Linked DNA regions of Mus musculus: region 1 is linked to region 2. Evidence: chromatin contacts called from public ChIA-PET data. All regions are on one chromosome and are shown on one strand. Each heading gives the region's core, a stretch centred on a gene start, on an enhancer-like site or on the middle of the called end of the contact. The rest is flanking DNA. Distances are from core to core; before and after follow the strand shown. Region 1 has its middle 35 kb from the start of Smndc1. Region 2 overlaps Add3 (adducin 3 (gamma)).

What was found. ChIA-PET counts read pairs in DNA pulled down with a chosen protein or histone mark.
Region 1: an RNA polymerase II ChIA-PET map of memory CD8 T cells shows a contact between it and region 2, with 280 read pairs. The contact joins two enhancer-like sites. A contact is called at or near these places in 2 of 484 Hi-C or Micro-C datasets (CD4 T cells and CD8 T cells), 4 of 115 datasets of contacts at active chromatin or transcription factors (CD8 T cells, effector CD8 T cells, memory CD8 T cells and 1 more) and 2 of 9 other capture datasets (adipose tissue and liver).

Annotation. Positions count from the first base shown.
Region 1 is chr19:53,423,440-53,427,008 of GRCm38.p6, reverse strand. No RefSeq gene overlaps it. Among named protein-coding and RNA genes, the nearest start is that of Smndc1, 35 kb to the right of the region's middle. Within about 2 kb of position 2,063, at least 150 of the 459 cell types and tissues checked have an H3K27ac peak or open chromatin away from gene starts, as enhancers often do. A contact at or near this core is called in CD8 T cells and memory CD8 T cells, where this site is marked.
Region 2 is chr19:53,188,182-53,191,679 of GRCm38.p6, reverse strand. All of the region lies in intron 1 of Add3 (adducin 3 (gamma)), which reads right to left. Among named protein-coding and RNA genes, the nearest start is that of Gm52402, 19 kb to the left of the region's middle. Within about 2 kb of position 1,804, at least 34 of the 459 cell types and tissues checked have an H3K27ac peak or open chromatin away from gene starts, as enhancers often do. A contact at or near this core is called in CD8 T cells and memory CD8 T cells, where this site is marked.

The sequences.
Region 1 (3,569 bases), core at 814-3,313, 240 kb before region 2:
GTGCTGGGGTGAGGGGGGACAGAGACGGGCAGATCCCTGGGCCTCACTGTCCAGTCAGTCCATCCTAATTAGTCATCTCCAGGCCAATTAGAAAAAAAAATCTCTAAATAACAACTCCCGAAGTCTCCTGACTGGCAAATGGGCACATACTCACACACACTCATATACACATTCACACACATACACATACATTCACACTCACATACAGATATACACACTTTCACATATACACACATGTTCTCACATAAACACTCACCACACATTCACACACACACACATACTATCACACTCACATACACACACCCATACACATTCATATACATTCTCACACACACATATACACCACACACATATACAGACACATTCACACTCACATTCATTCACACATTCACATACACACTCTTTCACACATACATACACATCTCACGCACATACATGCATTCACACTCACATATAGATATACACATTTACACTCTCACTCACACATACACACACACATTGACACATATTCACACTCACATACACACACACATTCACACATACACACACATTCACAAATACACACACATTCACAAATACACACACACACACACACACACTCATTCCTACAGAAGGTGATGCTTTGAATACAAGCTGTTCGTTGATGGGTAGGAAACAAATGCTATAGGTAGGACCCAGGCTGGCACCCTATGGTAATACAGGATGGTTTTGATTTCCCAAGGGCCAATGATGAGTTTGGAAAGGGAGAGCTGGAGATGGGCATAAAGGTCTATCCTGGAAGGTCTTGGAGGTTAGGCAGAGGTATAGAAGATGGTAGTAGGTGAGTGGTCAGGCAAGGCTGGAGCTGGAGAGTCATCTTGGACAGGAGACGGTTGTTAGAGTTAAAAAATGACAAGGATTGGCCTGGGCAGCCGGAAGAGGAAATGAGATGCACAGAACCAACACGCACAGTTCCCCAGGCTGCCTTACATGATGGGGGGCGGGCACCGCCCACTGCTTGGTTCTGCCTGGGAGACCTGGGGGAAACCTTGCTGTTCCAGGAGATGCTGCAGCCAAGAGAAAGGTGGAGCTATGAACCTTCATGGTGGATCTGCAAGTGCGGAGCGTCATGCTAAGAAGACTCCACCTCACTCTCAAAATGTCTCTAGAGTGGGTCTTAAACCCTTAACCAGGAACCGAGGTATATCCAAGCTCAGTCCAGATCCGAAGGCGCCAGAGGTCTGGCTTCTTATCACACTGCCTGTTCCTCTGACATCTCACAAATCAAACCTGCAGAGTATGCTCCAGGCCATCGAATCAGATGACAGAAGCCAATGCTGTCCCACGGAACCTACAAATGCTATCACGTTTCCCTTGCTTGGCTCGTCTAAGAACAGCAAATGGGCATCACCGTTCCTGTGCCCTTTGTTCATTAAACCTCAGATTCCCAAGATGGAGTCTGGAAGCAGGAAGGAACCGGGCAGGCTCGGAGATGGAATCTCTTTCCACTGTGGGTTTTTGTTTGTTTGTTTGTTTTTCGAGACAGGGTTTCTCTGTGTAGCCCTGGCTGTCCTGGCACTCACTTTGTAGACCAGGCTGGCCTCGAACTCAGAAATCCGCCTGCCTCCGCCTCCCGAGTGCTGGGATTAAAGGCGTGCGCCACCACACCTGGCTCCAGTGTGTTTTGAGAAGCAAGAGAGCTGGGAGCCCAGGGCTCTTGTGGATACCAGACCTTCCTCCCATGTGGAAGACTTAGTCGTCCCCGGAGTGGGAGAGAGCACAAACCATTGGCCAATCTGTCCCGTGGTGAGAGAAGATGCCAGCAGGGATATTCCTGACCCACAGCAGAGCCAGTGGCTACATCATCCTGGCACTCGGGAACAGGAGAGTTCACCAGTATCTGCTGGGTATTGCTCCAGTTTTTGTCACAGAAATACGCATGGCATTGCCCCCTTGAAGGCTGAAGAACCAGAACCTCGGAGGTGCTAAGGAGAATGTTCCACGTCACATAGACAGGGGCGTGGGTCGAAGGAGTCCTCCCTCCACGGGCGCTCTGGAGAGGTCGGTGCCAGAAGCCCAGCTCTTCTTTTGTTTCTTTTCTTTTTTTAGGTCTTGGGTTGGGGTTGAAAACCGAAGGTGGGGTTTGCTGTTTTGCACAAACGACCTGCCTCGCGCGTCATCCAAACACCAAGTTCCGCTTGTGGAGGAAGTGAGAGGTGTCGGATTCGGTCATGCAGAGCGCAGCTGGCCAGGCTGCCGGAAAGAGAGAGACTGAGCTTGCTGTTGCTGTGAAGTTGTGGACTCGGCTTGAGTCAGGGCAGGAGCCATTCCCATGTCAGCACCCAGTACAGGGCCATTGTCCCACCACCCTGGCCACTCATTCCGGTCATTTCCTCCCCAGTCTCTGAAATCCACATGAAAGGAAAAAAAGAAAAAGGAAGGAGAGGTTGGGGAAAGAGAGGAAAAGAAACAGGAAGCAGCAGCCTGTCCAGGCATCCTGGGCTAAGGTGGCCTAGGTTGCGCCCTAAACCCAGGGGTGGGATGTTGTGGGCTTCATGTGGTCCAAAGCCATGCGGTTTGAACCATCCTTTGATTAACAAAAGAACATAAGACTATGAAACAAAATGAAATTATAACAAATATTTATTAAGGATGGGGGAAGGTAAGCAGCGAATCACTGTCGCCTGGAGTCACATCTTTTTACCTGCGTCTCTCTGAGGTAGTTTACCACAAATGAATGAGTTATACTTCCTGTTTGTAGCTGACCTCCCTTCCCTAGGTCACCCCTGCCCCTCAGTGCTGTCTGAGGTTCCAACACTTGTGTATCTGCAGTAAATGTACTATGATCCCAATATCTGAGCGCTGAACACTGTGGGCTTCTGTCACCCTAACTCTTTATGGGAATTGAATGATACCCATAGATGTTCCACATACAATTTGAGGGGTTCTTAAAGCCCTCTAACGCACATCTGTGGGTCCCAGGTGTGAAACCTTAACAGGTACATTCCTCTCGTGCCACACATGAGGTGACACGTGTGTGTGTGTGTGTGTGTGTGTGTGTGTGCGCGCGCGCGCGCGTACTCACATGCTTGTGACTTGCTCACGGTGACCCAGTAGGCTGGGACTCAAGAAGCAGGATGGGCTTGAACCTCGGCTCCTCCCCTCTTCCATAGTGGCTGCTCTGCCTTTAGCACCAAGTGGGCTCTCTGAAGAAGGATATCCCAAATTAGATCCTACCCCCTCAGAAGGTCTTTCTTGTGTCTCATTCTCTTCTTCAGACCGGTATTTTTGCTCCGTGCAATGGGGAGGGCAGCGACAACCGCATGGAAACGCACAGACAGGAAACAGGAATGCCCCTGTGTGTTCGAAAATATTAAGAAATGAGAGTGTGTGGGGAGGTTGGTAACAAGTTTCGCTGCGGAGAAAGAATGTAGTCCTGGGGAAGTCCCAGGAGAAATCTATCGGACTGAGTCCAGCCTCAGTGTGGCGCTCTCTCCTCCCCTCCCCAGTGTGGGTGGTCCGGGGTAGCCTCGGCGCCCCCATGCTGTGCGCTCTGCAGGTGTGCGGAGACTCCTCCCCCTCCGCCAGCT
Region 2 (3,498 bases), core at 555-3,054:
TACTTGCATACACACAGACACACACACAGACAGACAGACAGACACACACACACACACACACACACACACACTCCTAAACGTCCAATGTAAAAGCTCTCAGGAAATGGTACTTATACCACAATCACGCAGTAAAGCAAGTTTTTCTAGTTAGTTCAGACATTATTTGACATGCACATATATCTGTCATTTCAAAGATTAACATATTTACAGATCCAATCTTCTAGGGTAATGGTCAAGGAGTGGGACTTTCTTTCCTTCCGCTCATCAGCTTTGTGAATTTTAGTGAAAGCATCTTGAATGCCAGAGGGCTTAACAACCACAGTGTGGGATCATACAACTCAAAAGGGAGCCTACACTCAGGGTTGGAGAGATGGCTCAGTGTGTAAGAGGACCGGCTGGTCTTTCAGAGGACCTGGGTTCAATTCCCAGCACCCACATGGCAGTCCACAACTGTCCGTAACTCCAAGACCTAACACTCACACAGCCACACATGCAGGCAACCAGTAACACACATAAGACAAAAGTTCAAAAGAAAAGAAGCCTATGCCCTCTCTCTGCCCTTCAACTCTCACTTTATCTTAAAGGTTTGTCATTTAAATCTTGTAACATACCATTGCTATATTATATTTTCATGTATAAAATAAATTAATTTTCAGTAGATAAAATGGCTATGACTAGTTATTATGAAAGTTAAAAGAAAAAGAGGCATAAAAACTAAAATATATTTTAGTTTTATTGTTGTTTTTGCTTTTTTTTGTTTTGTTTGTTTTAATGAAATGAGAACCCTGCTCTCTGACTGAATCTTAATCAAGGGCACTCACCTTTCTGTTGTTTACCACTCCAGGTCAGCTCGTAAGAGTTCAGGTATGCCCAACCCGGTACCCTCTCAAACATAATATACATGGGGCATTCATTCTGCCCCTGCAACCTGACCAGGGTCTGGTACCAGAACTCAAGCCAGCGTAATAAAGACATTGCCTCAACTCAAGTCCTGAAGCCTGGAGCTTTGTTTGTTAAATGAATGCACTTTAAATATGTGGTAGACTGAAAATAGAATACACTATCAAAAATAGGCCTTTTTCCTTCCCAGTAAATGTCATCTAATTGAAAACATACAGGGAGAAAGAGAATTATCTTTGCTCATGTGACATTACCTCTAGAAGTATGGTATAACCATTAGCGAAAACCTTTGTCTGGCAAGATCCAGCTCTGTGGGACGCTCAGCCTAGCTTACAATACCCAGGGGAAGGAACTCCCCCACCTACAAGATGGCTAAGGAGAGCTGGATCTGCGTAAGCTGCTTATCAGACTAAACTGTGACAGGCTATGGGCTGGCCTAACAGTAACAAGACTCTTCATGAAGGCCTTTGATAGGAAATCTAGAAATGTGTTTCCAGTAATTAGCTTACTATAATTTTTAATTTTATATCTATTACTTTGTTTTTATGTGTATGTGTTTGTATGTGTGTATGTACACATGTGTGCAGGTGCCTGTGGAGGACAGGTTTCTAAATCTCCTGAGCTGGAGTTACGAATGGTTGCCGTCAGCAGACTGGAACAGCCCAATCTGGTTGCTGGGAACCAAACTGAGGTCTTCTGGAAGAGCAGGACATGCTCTTAACTGTTGAGCCATATTCTAATTATATCTTTGCTATTTCATTGTAAAAACTAACTAAGGTGGAACACTCAGCGAGAAGGCCAGGTGCCAGCAGAAGATGAGACGTCAGAAGACAGCAGGGTGTAGTGACAGGCCTGGCACAGAAATGAGAACACAGGATGCCATCAGAGGAGTGCCACCAAAACAAGGGAGACTGTTGTGTGCCTCACATACAACCCTACAGCAGAGACTGGAACCAGAGAGGTTAAGCAAGCAGGGCTGTGCCACCAGTGGAATTGGATAAAAAAATCAGGCTGTGGGTAGGTGAGAGGTTTCTGCGGTGGAGGGCTTGGTATCCAGCCTCATGACTTGGGTTTGATTCCTAGGGCCCCAGGGCAGAAGGAGAGAACCAACTTCTACAAGTTACTCTCTGATCTTTGAAACCACCCCATAAAACCTGTAGTAGTAGTAGTAGTAATAGTAATAATAATAATAATAATATGGTAATAATAAATCATAGGCCATTTTTACAATAGGCCTATTTTATATTTAGACTCTTGATTAAAGAAAGCTCAGTTTGGGGGACAAACTGTACAAGAGACTTAGCTAAGGGAGTAAAATTCAAAAGGTACCCCAAGCCAACGTCTGATAGCGGTGAGCTCCAGGCAGGGGTCAGCTTCACAGAGCCGTCTTCGGTCAGTGGCTCCAGTCAGAGATGCTTCTGAACGGTGGGGGTGGGGGTGGGCGTGGGGGTGGGGGTGGGGGTGGGCGTGGGGGTGGGGGTGGGCTCAGGAGAAGCTTTGACTTTTCTCAGGGTTTCTGCTTCTCAAGAGGGGCCATACCACAAGGCAACCCTTGGTAACTTAGAAGACAAGTTACCCCTCTGAGCTTGTGAGTTAAAACTCCTGTCTGATAAAACCTCTGCTACATCCTCTAATTTCCCATCTGGGGAAGACAAAGGTTTTACTTACTCATCCTGTGAAGATGGGTTGCAAAGGACAGCAGCCACTCTACAGTGAGAAGCCTCAAGCTTCACCGCCCTCTGCTCACGTCCAGCATGGCACTCCTTACGTCTATTCACGCCTCTCCACTCACTGGCATATCTGATGCTGAGCAACTTGAAGGCAGGGCCACTTAGCACAAATACTCTGGATGCTACTGATGCCCTTTGCTTCTGTAATGCTCTGGTAGACTACTAATTGTTAAAAGAGAGAATCCAGGATTCAAAAGTAGGCAGGACATAATGACATGAACACCTTTAGTCAAGCACTTAGGAGGAAGAGGTAGGTTGATTCTGTGAGTTAGACAGCCTGGTCTATGTAGCACGTTTCAGGTCAGCCAGAGCTACACAATAAAATCCTGTCTCAAGACAAAACAAACACAAACCACTCAGAGGCTTTAAAATGTAGCAATTCTAAAAGAGGAAGTTAAGGATGAATGAAAGATGATCAATGTTTAAAATAGGCCATTTTTTCTGGACCATAACAAAACAAGCCTACCAAGGTAGACAGCAATATTTTGCAAATTATTAATTGTAGAGATTAGCTGTCATCCCCATTTTCAGACAAAAGTTAGACTAGTAAGATTGTACTATATCGCCAAGGTTGCCAAACCTGAGGTGCAACAACAAAGCAGGTTTTGGCTCTTTGAAAGCAATGACGACAAAGACTACAGAGGAAAAGAAGACAGGCCCGGCTGGAGAGAGAGCTCAGTAAGTAAGCTGCTAAGCTCTCCTCCAGCAGCAGCCTCAAGTTCAGGTCCATACCCATGCTACACGTACCTGGAAGTCCAGCTCCAAAGAGCCCAAGGCCCTCTTCTGGCCTCTGTATGCGCGCAAGCACACATTTTTTTTTTTAAGACAAAAAATAAAAGAGAAGAGCAAATAAATTATATACTGTTAA